Linked DNA regions of Canis lupus: region 1 is linked to region 2. Evidence: chromatin contacts called from public Hi-C data. All regions are on one chromosome and are shown on one strand. Each heading gives the region's core, a stretch centred on a gene start, on an enhancer-like site or on the middle of the called end of the contact. The rest is flanking DNA. Distances are from core to core; before and after follow the strand shown. Region 1 holds the start of TBC1D23 (TBC1 domain family member 23). Region 2 overlaps CMSS1 (protein CMSS1).

Evidence for each region. A called contact is a pair of places that touch in the nucleus more often than the background predicts.
Region 1: a Hi-C map of blood shows a contact between it and region 2, with 1.9 times the contacts expected there. The contact joins the promoter of TBC1D23 here to the enhancer-like site in region 2. A contact is called at or near these places in 2 of 9 Hi-C or Micro-C datasets (both in blood).

What each region holds. Positions count from the first base shown.
Region 1 is chr33:7,284,609-7,289,625 of UU_Cfam_GSD_1.0, reverse strand. TBC1D23 (TBC1 domain family member 23) reads right to left here and starts at 1,924. Exons shown (of 19, transcript XM_038582599.1): 1 at 1,716-1,924. The coding sequence starts at 1,768. LOC106558146 (a long non-coding RNA gene) reads left to right here and starts at 2,155. Exons shown (of 3, transcript XR_005383202.1): 1 at 2,155-2,806; 2 at 4,488-4,691.
Region 2 is chr33:7,008,552-7,013,140 of UU_Cfam_GSD_1.0, reverse strand. All of the region lies in intron 1 of CMSS1 (protein CMSS1), which reads right to left. The region is part of intron 1 of FILIP1L (filamin A-interacting protein 1-like); the gene reads left to right. Among named protein-coding and RNA genes, the nearest start is that of FILIP1L, 140 kb to the left of the region's middle. Within about 2 kb of position 1,255, at least 3 of the 20 cell types and tissues checked have an H3K27ac peak or open chromatin away from gene starts, as enhancers often do. A contact at or near this core is called in blood, where this site is marked.

The DNA.
Region 1 (5,017 bases), core at 675-3,174, 280 kb before region 2:
ACTATCCAGTATGTTAGCCACCAGCCGTGTGTGGCTACTTAACATTTGAAATGTGGCTAGATCCAGTTGAGATGTAAGGTAAAGGTAAAATAAAATATATGTTGAATTTTGAAGTGTTACAAAAAGAGACGTAAAACTGTCTAATTGGTTTCTTTTAACAATATGTTGAAGTAATATTTTGGATATAAATAATTTCAACTGGTTTTGTTTTGGTTTTTAATGTGGCTACTAGAAAATGTCAAATTACAGGGGCACCTGACTGGCTCAGTCAACGGAACATGTAACTTTTGATCTCAGGGCTTTGAGTTCAATCAAGCCCAGGTTGGGTGCAGAGGTTACTTAAATTTTTTTTACATCTTTAAAAAAAAAAAAGGAAATGTTTAAATTACATATGTGGCTTACATTCCACTTCCACTGGACAGCACTAGTCTAAATCCTGTGGACTCTTCAAGGCCTAATTCAAACATCTTTGCTTCCTTGACGCTTTCTCCAATAACTGCAAGTGGAAGTCGCTTCTGTCCCCCCTGAAACCCCATAGCGCTTTCACTCACATTCCCAAAGAGCTGGATCAATTTAACTTGCTCCCGAGTGTAACTGTCACAGCTCCAATATAAGCAAATTGAGAAAAGAAACTACATCCAGGTCACCGGTGCGTCTTCCTGCCGAATCCTGGAGTGCACATGCACGCACCTAGGCGGTACTGGACGTCTGCGGATTCGGGGCTGGGTTTCTCAGTTACTATCTTATCTGAACCTTTCGATGATCCCGTTTCTTTCTCAAGGATTAAAGTCCACGTCTAAAATGTCCCGTACGATTCTCAGGCCAACAGCTTAATACACGAGCTGTATACATGTCATAGGATGAAAAAGCAAACCTGAAACTATCTAACACATACAGTCAGTGTACTTCAATATAAAAATCCAAAAAGCCTCTAGAGGCTCTATCTTTTTTTTATGATACTGTCCCTAAAAACGTCTTGTAAAGATCAACTATTTCAAAAGTAGGAAGGGGCCTTTCCCGAAGACTAGCGACACTGGATAAAGCCGACCAAAAACATGACGGGAGGGGCCCCCCGGTTGCCCCGAGGCGGCCGGGCAGGCGCAAAGGCTGGGCAGCGGCGAGCGCGGCTCCCGCGAAGCCCCGGGGCCGCCCCGGTCGGGCTCTGGGGAAAGCGGCAGGAAGAAAAACGACTTGTGGGGCCCGAATCGTCAGAACCGTTGAAACGCAAAACAAATAAAAACTAGAATAAGAACCATCTCAAGTCTGTGGGCAGGATCCTCCCCGGCGCGTCGCTCCCCCGCAGGCAAGGGTCGCGGGGTCACGCCAAGGGCCGGGTCCTCAGATGCGAGCCCCGCGCCTCGGACGTGCGTCCCCGAAACTTCCTCCCGAGCCAACCTACTGGAACTCCCGGGACCACGGGTCTCGGCTGAGCCCTGCCCTGAAGCCAGCCTCTCCAGCGCGTCCGGGGCCCCGGGACCCTCACGGGAGCCCCGCGGTGAGGCCCAGGCGCTGGGCGACCCGCTCTCCCGCGGAGGCCCGCCTCAGGCCCGTACCGAGAGGGCCCGGCCCGGAGAGGGGGCGGGGCAGGCCAGTGGACGCGGTCCAGGCGGGTCCCCGCGCTCCACGCCGGCGCCCGCCGGTGCCTGCGGGACCGGCGGGAGCGGGGGAAGGAAGAACCGAGGGGCAGCCGGAGTCAGCCCCGGGCTTTCACTCACCAGCCCTCACCGCTCGACGTTGGCCGGGGCTGGACCTCTTCTCCTTCCGCCATTGCTGTTGACGTCCACGTCACTTTGCCGAAAAGTGGACCCGGCGCCGGGACCGACTCCTGAGACTCAATGTCGTAAAAGATCCTCGGAAGTCTGGGAACGAGCTCCGGGAGAGGAAAGGAGAAAGGGAGGAGGCGGCAAGGGACGGGCGGAACGCAACGTCACGACGTCCCCACGGCGAAAGGCGGCGGGGCGGGGAGCGGGGGAGGAGACCTGGTCCGAGCCGCTGCCCTGTCAAAGACTACGAGTCCCAGGATGCCCTGGGGAGCCGGGCGGAAGGAGGGCGTGGGAGTGGGCGGGGCTGGGCGGGGAGTGGGCGGGGCGGGGCGGGGAGTAGGCGGGGCTCGGCGGGGGAGCCGGACTCCGCGGGGGAGCGCGACCCGGTCCCGGCCGCGGCGGGCGTCGCGTCTTCGCGTCCTTGGGGCTTGTCCGCCGCCTTGGGCGTCCTACTAAGCAAGACCGGAATTGGGAGCCGCAGCTCGTGGAGGGCGGGGCGGGGGAGCGTCGCGGGGTAGCCGCACCGCAGCCCTTTCCCGCGGCGACCGCGGGGTCCCGGGAGAGTTGGAAGCGAGGGAAGGTTTGCGCGGCGCGGTCCACGGAGCACCAGGCGGGCCGCATGCTTTCGGCCTCAAAACTTGAAAGCTGTTGGGGAAAAACGCGCTGAAAATAAAGGAAACGGGCTCTAGACTCCCGCCTTTATATATAGCTTCCGCATAAGCTGGGAGGTCAAATCCACATTCGGGTTTCTAGAGCTCCCGGGGTTGCAGACCGAGCTGCCGCTCCGCTTCCTCCCCCCGCCGTCCTCACCGTCCGTCCGTCCGTCCGTCCGCCCGCGCAGCCGTGCCTGCAGCTCCAGGCTCCGTCCGCGCGCCCGGCGCCGTCGAGGCCGCGGCTCTCGGCTCCGTGACTGGCCCCGGGGACGCCAGCTGCGGGGCTGCGTCCCCCGAACGGGACGTTAAACGCGCAAAGCAGATTGCGGAGGGTCGGAGGAGGCGCGGCGTTCGGAGACGCAGCACCGTATACCGTACGGGCAGATGCAGGTGTGCTTTTACAAATGAAAGGGAAAAAATAAAATAAAATAAAAAGGAAGGGGAAGGACGGGAGAACTGGAATGAACGGCAGTTCTCACGCAGCCACACAGTAGCGAAGGCGGTGAGAACGAGTTTATTCAAAAACGAACTGACACCCAGTGCCCCCAACCCCCGCCCACTTCCCCTTCCGCTACCCCTGGGAGACGGGCACCGAGGGGGGCACTTGGGATGAGCACTGGTCTTGGGTTGTATGCTGGCAAATCGAACTCCAAAAAGAAAAAAAAACTTAAAAAACAAAAACGACTGACCGCACGGGAAAGAGCCGAGCTCCATTCCAACCGGTGCAGAGGTGCTTACATGGGGGAGGGGGAGACTGGGGCTCAGTAGAATTTCTTTCTTTTATTTATTATTTATGATAGTCACAGAGAGAGAGAGAGAGAGAGAGAGGGAGGCAGAGACACAGGCAGAGGGAGAAGCAGGCTCCATGCACCGGGAGCCCGACGTGGGATCCGATCCCGGGTCTCCAGGATCGCGCCCTGGGCCAAAGGCAGGCGCCAAACCGCTGCGCTGGGGCTCAGTAGAGCAGAGAAGTGACAAGTCACGGAGGCTCGGCCAGCCGGCTGCGATGAGGCAGCTGCACCTGCTCGCTGGCAACCTGTGGGGTCAGAACCTGCTCTCCCCCAGAGCTGGGGGGCGGCCCTGTCCTTCCCGATGATTACATTTCAAAGGGATGATTCTCAGGTCCCGGAGAAGGACACTCTGGGCTGTGAGAGGAACATACTCCCAGTGGTCAGCCCTTTCTAACAGATGCCCAAGAAAGGGAAGCCAGGAGCCTGGGGTCAGGATTGGCTGCAACAAAGAGGAAATTCCCCTGGCGCTTGAACTCTCTCAATGGGGCGTCTTAGTGGGGGGCTGCATCTCCAAGGGGGCTAGAGCCCTCCTGGGGACGTGCTCTTAGGTTGCTAGAAAACGTGCGAGTTTGGTCACATGTCTTCGTGCAGAAGTTTGCATGAGTCGTTATCCGCGGAAAGTCCTGCAGCTCTCAGAATTACATTTAGGGAAGGAGAAGAAATGGTTTCAATTGTATTTTTAATATTCTGTGTTGTGCCCAAGACTGCGAATCTGAGAAAACCACCAAGGAGCCGACACGGATGCAAGTACATGAGGGTTTATTAACAAGCTGGAGCTTGGGTCCGAGTATACCCCACGGGGCGGGGCAGGGACTTGAACCGGGAGGAGGGGTACAGCTGGGTGTTTATGGGCTGGTCTAGGGGTAAGGTGGGGTTTTTCTAGGGTGGGGGTGTGAGAATCTCCAGTAAAGAGGTCCCACGAGCTCTTGCTTCCTTATTCCGATAAGGGCTGCTTTGTGGTTTTCTCTGTGGCCGGGCGGGGTAAGGCAGACTGGGTACCTGGTGACAGTGGCCTGGTCACAGTGGCCGGAGATGGCAGCTCAAGCTCCAATGGCTGGACTTGTGCCGATGTTAAACTTGAATGGCCCTAATTTTCTCGGCCTCCACATTTTGTTTAAGAGCTGGGAAGTGTAGTACAGTAGGTGTTCCATATTCTTTTAGAGTCTTTGGTATACAGATTTTTCCCCCATGATTTTAAAACTATTTGACTAAAATAAGCAGAAAGCATAGTCCAGCCATTTCATTAGCAACCAAAACCATGTTTACTCTCTTCCCAACAGGGGGATGATGCAGAGCCGCATGTTATTATACCCACTTCCAAGCCCAGGACCTTACCAGGATGTTCAGTCCTTCTGTGGGGAAAATTTCTTTTAACATGGAGATGAGGGTTTTGGTGACAACCATCAAAAAAGAGTAAAAGGCATGACTCTAGGTCAATTTACCATCCTAATTTCAAGACCTCCACTGCATCACTTCAATTGCTGGTGGGTTTTCAGAAGCTTTTCTAAAATGGTTTTAAACACTATTATTATATTGAGGTGCCTCAGTGACTCAGTTGGTTAAGTGTCTGCCTTTGGCACAGGTAATGATGCCAGGGTCCTGGGATGGAGGCCCCAGGCAGGGTCCCTGCTCAGTAGGGAGCCTGCTTTTCCCTCTTCCTCTGCCACTCCCCCTGCTTGTGTGCTCTGTCAAATAAGTAAGTAAAATATTTTTTAAATGTTTCAACTTATTAAAAAAATTCTATCAGTTATTTGACAAGCAACTGTTCACTCGCTGACGTGTTTCCAATCCTTGGGGCTCATGGGTGGCT
Region 2 (4,589 bases), core at 6-2,505:
GCATGGGGAGGGACAGAGAGAGAAAGAGAGATAATACTAAACAGACTCCCCATGGAGCATGGAGCCCAATACAGGGCTCAATTTCACCACCCTGAGATCATGAGGGAATGGTGAGCCGAAATCAGGAGTCAGACGCTTAACTGAATGAACCACCCAGGAGACCCTTCAAATCTATTTCCTGCAAAATATGGCTTTCTAGGAAAGTGTTCATTTTTGACTACTTTGTAATGTTTTATATCTAGGTAGACCACAGGTGACTTTCAGAATGATACCTGGAATACAGAGAGAATACATGACAGCATTAGATGCAATGTGGCTTTCTCTTCTTTTCATTCTTCCATGTTTAGCAAAAATTAAAGCAATAGGCACACCTCAAAAGTGAGTAATTTTAAAGTCCTTTCAAGTTCCAGTTACCGAGGGTTTCATTTAATATGATACTCAATGAGTTGACTTTTCCTAAAATGCAACTTCAAAGAAATAAAAGTCACTTGGCTTAATTTCTTCTTCATAGAAATATTAATTTTTCATTTATAAAAGGCTAAGCCCCAAACAATAACCATTAAAATTAAATACTATTGTTTAGGGACTTTTCTTCCAAAGCAAAGATTTTGACTGTCACTTAAGCACACACAACACCTCAGCTGTGAGCATCAAGACCTGTGACCTGGGCAGAGAATGCCTACAAGTAGGGGGTCATGTTTTAAACTACTTAATTGTTCAGTCCTTGATGTCCAGTGCCTCTAGCACCTAGAGTATGTTCAGTGAGAATTTGTTCAATGAAGAAAGAATGAAAATGTCCACAGTAGCAAGTGAAAGCAATAGAATAGAATGAGTAAGACTGTTGATGTATAGAATATCTTAAATTCACTCAGAAAAGATAATAGAAACAGACCAAAACCCTCCTGTTTTCAACAATTATGCTTAGTAGTTTGGCCTTTACTTTCTGACCCTTAAAGTACTTTTAAAAGTAGTTAACTTATTAAGTATCATTGTACCCTGAAGGGTAAACGGACACATTTATCACTTAATCTACAAGTGGAGAAATGGAAGTATAGCTAGAGAAAAGGAGAGAGACTGAGAGACAGAGACAGGGGGGCAAGGAGAAAGAGGAAGAAAAAGACATATATTGTATAGGAAGAAGAAAGAAAATTTCAAAATGAAATCAGACTTCCTCTTTAACATTTTACCAGCACAGTTCATGGTTCATGGTGAGAAACCCACACTCTGGAACCAGACTGCCTAGGTCTGACTCCTGGGTGTGTTGTTTACTAACTGTGTGATCTCACATATACCATGTGCTTGGTTCCCTTATCTGATTAATGGGGATGATAATAGTACCTACTTCATAGGCTTGATATAAGGATTAAATTAAACAACATAGATGTAAAATTCTTAGAAAAGTATGTCAATTGTAAGTTCTGTTTAACTATTGGTCATTATTATTATTATTCCTTCTACCAAGCCAGTGAAAATTAATTTTTGGGGGCTAGGGTGAGGACATGTGTATTTTGGCAATAGAATTCTTTCTTGAAAACCAAACATTACACAGAATCTGTTTATTTAAAACAGATAAAGGTAATTTTCACTTCTAAAAAAATTAAAGCTTTTTAATTAATTGAAAGGCTTGAAACAGATATGGCAAGACTTTTTTTTGCCTCAAAGTATAATTATTATAAATATTTAAAAACTGTTTAAATTTACATAAGTATAAATCAAGAAAAGAACAATATGTGCTCATACTTTAATGCCATGGTACAGCATACTAGCTATTCACTTGTTACTGTATAAGTAACTGGTGTGCTGTGAAGGTAGGTGTTATTGACATTGCCTGACATTTAATTGACTCCTGTGTTTGTGCTTGCCAACAGTGGCCTCTGCTTTTGCAATTCTACATGTGTGGATACACATGGGGTTGCATTTGAGGATGTAGAGCCACACCCTTCCTATTCAAGTTCAAGTTTACACTGATATTCCAGTCTACAGATAATGTGAAGTGGTGGCAGACTTCATGAGGTTTAAAACAAAACAAAACAAAACAAATTAACAAAACAACATTTTTAAGTTGGTAGCTCTCCAATGTGATGACTTAGTATTTAAGACATTTTAGTGATTTATTAAAATTTCTAGACAGGTAAAATATTTGTAAAATAACATTTGAACCACATGTTTGTAGAATTCCTGAAGCACATCAATAGAATAGTTTAATCAATTAATTTAAAAGATTTATTTATTTATTTGAGAGAGAGAGTGAGTGGGAAGAGAGATAGAGGGAGAGAGAGAATTTTAAGCAGACTCTGTGCTGATCACTGAGCCTGATGTGGGGCTCAATCTCATGATCCTCAGAGCCAAAATCAAGAGTCAGATACTCAACCAGCTGAGCCACCTGCACCCCTCAATAGAACTGTTTAAAAACCAAAGGACTAGAAATCTGATTTCATCTAGCATATCGAAAGCTGGTAAGAATGTCATATCCTAAAAAAGAAGAAATAGCTGAATAAAATATAAAATGTAACATTCCTTGAGCCCAGAGAGCTGAGTTCAGAGGTTCAACACCTGAAGTCTAAGGATCTTCCAAAGAAATCTAGAACCTGTGGACTGGTTCACCTATGGCAGAACACAGAGCAAGAGACATCAGCCACTATAAGCAGCTAAGAATTCTGCTAAATATTTAAGATATTGCTAAAGGATACTTATAGGTTATACTGAGAATACAGGACTCTTGAGACCTGCAGTCACAAGGGTGTTCAAATCCACTTTCCAGACTCTTCTCCACTTCCACCAGGTTCTCATGAAAAAGTTAGGGGCAGGGAGGGAAACCAAAGAAAACCTCTTACCAGAAGAGAACAAGACAGAAGAAATGTTTGAAGGGACAATGGTCAAAATTTTTCCAAAAAACAATTAAAGACATTAGCCACAAGTCCAAGAAACCCAGAGTAGGATAAACAATAACAAAATCATATATCCAAACTACTGAAAACTAAAAATAAAGAGGAAATCTGAAGGTAGCCAGAAAAAGAAAGAAAAAAAGAGGAATAAAGATAAGAATTGTAGCAAACTTTCTGCCACAAACTTTGCAAGTCGGAAGACAATGATGTGACATCTTTAAGCTGCTAAAAGAAAGCCACTGGGCTGAGACTGTTAGTTTTTGGAGTAAAGCCTAGACCTAGCAATCTAGTAATCTCGCTGCAGTTCCCTTGTGGAGTTTCTGTTCCCAAGTTCATGGTGTCAACATATTTGTTTTGGACATGGGTTAATAATTTACCCAAATCATCCAATGACATCATATTATCATCCACTTCTATCTTTATGTATGCTTTCTACACATCCGCTGTTTAGTTATAGGCAGGAATGTGTAGTATATGTCGGTCACAGTATCTTTTTACTCGCTTCAAATAGACCAATAGTAGCACATATTTATTATATAGCCTTACTACTATGTTCTACTTTCTAAGAGCTTTATTACTATTAAGACACTGTATTACTGTTTGCTTGCTAGCCCAAAGAAAATATGCAATAATATATGCTATTGATTTTTTTAAATATTTTTTTTTTCTAAAATTCACTGCATATTTGACTTCCACATCCAAGTAAGAATGTTACTTTTGGTATGACACGACACAAATACACTCAGGATTGCTGAAATGTCTCTTAGCCTAAACTATTCTATCTAAAATAGAACTCTCTCTTTCTCTCTGTCTCCTGGTACTGGGGTCACCTTCTATCTGCTTACTCTAGTTTATTTTTCTTTTTTTTATAGCACTCACTACTGCATGAAATATTACATTTATTTGCCTGTCCATTATCAGTCTCCTGAACTAGAATGTACAACAGTAGGGACTTTGTCTCTCTTGGTCACTAACTGCTGTACTTCCAAGCACTTAGAACAGTTTCTTGAACTAGAATGAATTCATTATGCATTTGTTGAAGAGATGCACAAATGAATGGGTGAAGTAATACCTGAACAAATAAGAGAAATCCCTCTTATTTGCACCTGGCAAACTTGGGATGAGAAGGGTAGCAGCAGGTGGAAGTTGAAAGCCTGTTAAGTAAGAAGTGTTTCAGTGACTTAACTGAGATCATCTAAGATGTCCTGCACAGTCCCTGGAACATTGGCAGGCATTCATTATTATTGATTGTAACTACTGACTGTTGTTCTTATCTCATGAGCCTGTCTTAACAAATCTGTGAGGATGCTACTATTTTCTGGTGTTGCACATTCAAAAAGGTTAAGGAACGCAGTCATGTTTACAGAGTTAGGAAGTGGTGGAGCTGAATCCACACAGGTGTGCCAGACACCTGAGCCCATGCCCAGAGGTGGGAAAGAGAACACTGAGATGTTCATTGTCTATCTCCTTCAAGCTTGCTTCATGCACTCATTATTAGTTTATCCTGCCCCCTGAGGGCTAAATTATGATCCTCAGTTGAATATAATTGAATGAGTTTTAATTATATGTCCTAAAATGATAGGCTCTTTCCTCCTAATTCAGTTTGTTCTTGTTTTCTAACTTGTTTCACCTGACAATGTTAGCCTTAAAGTTGACACACACACACACACACACACACACACACACGCATGTGCGCACTTTACT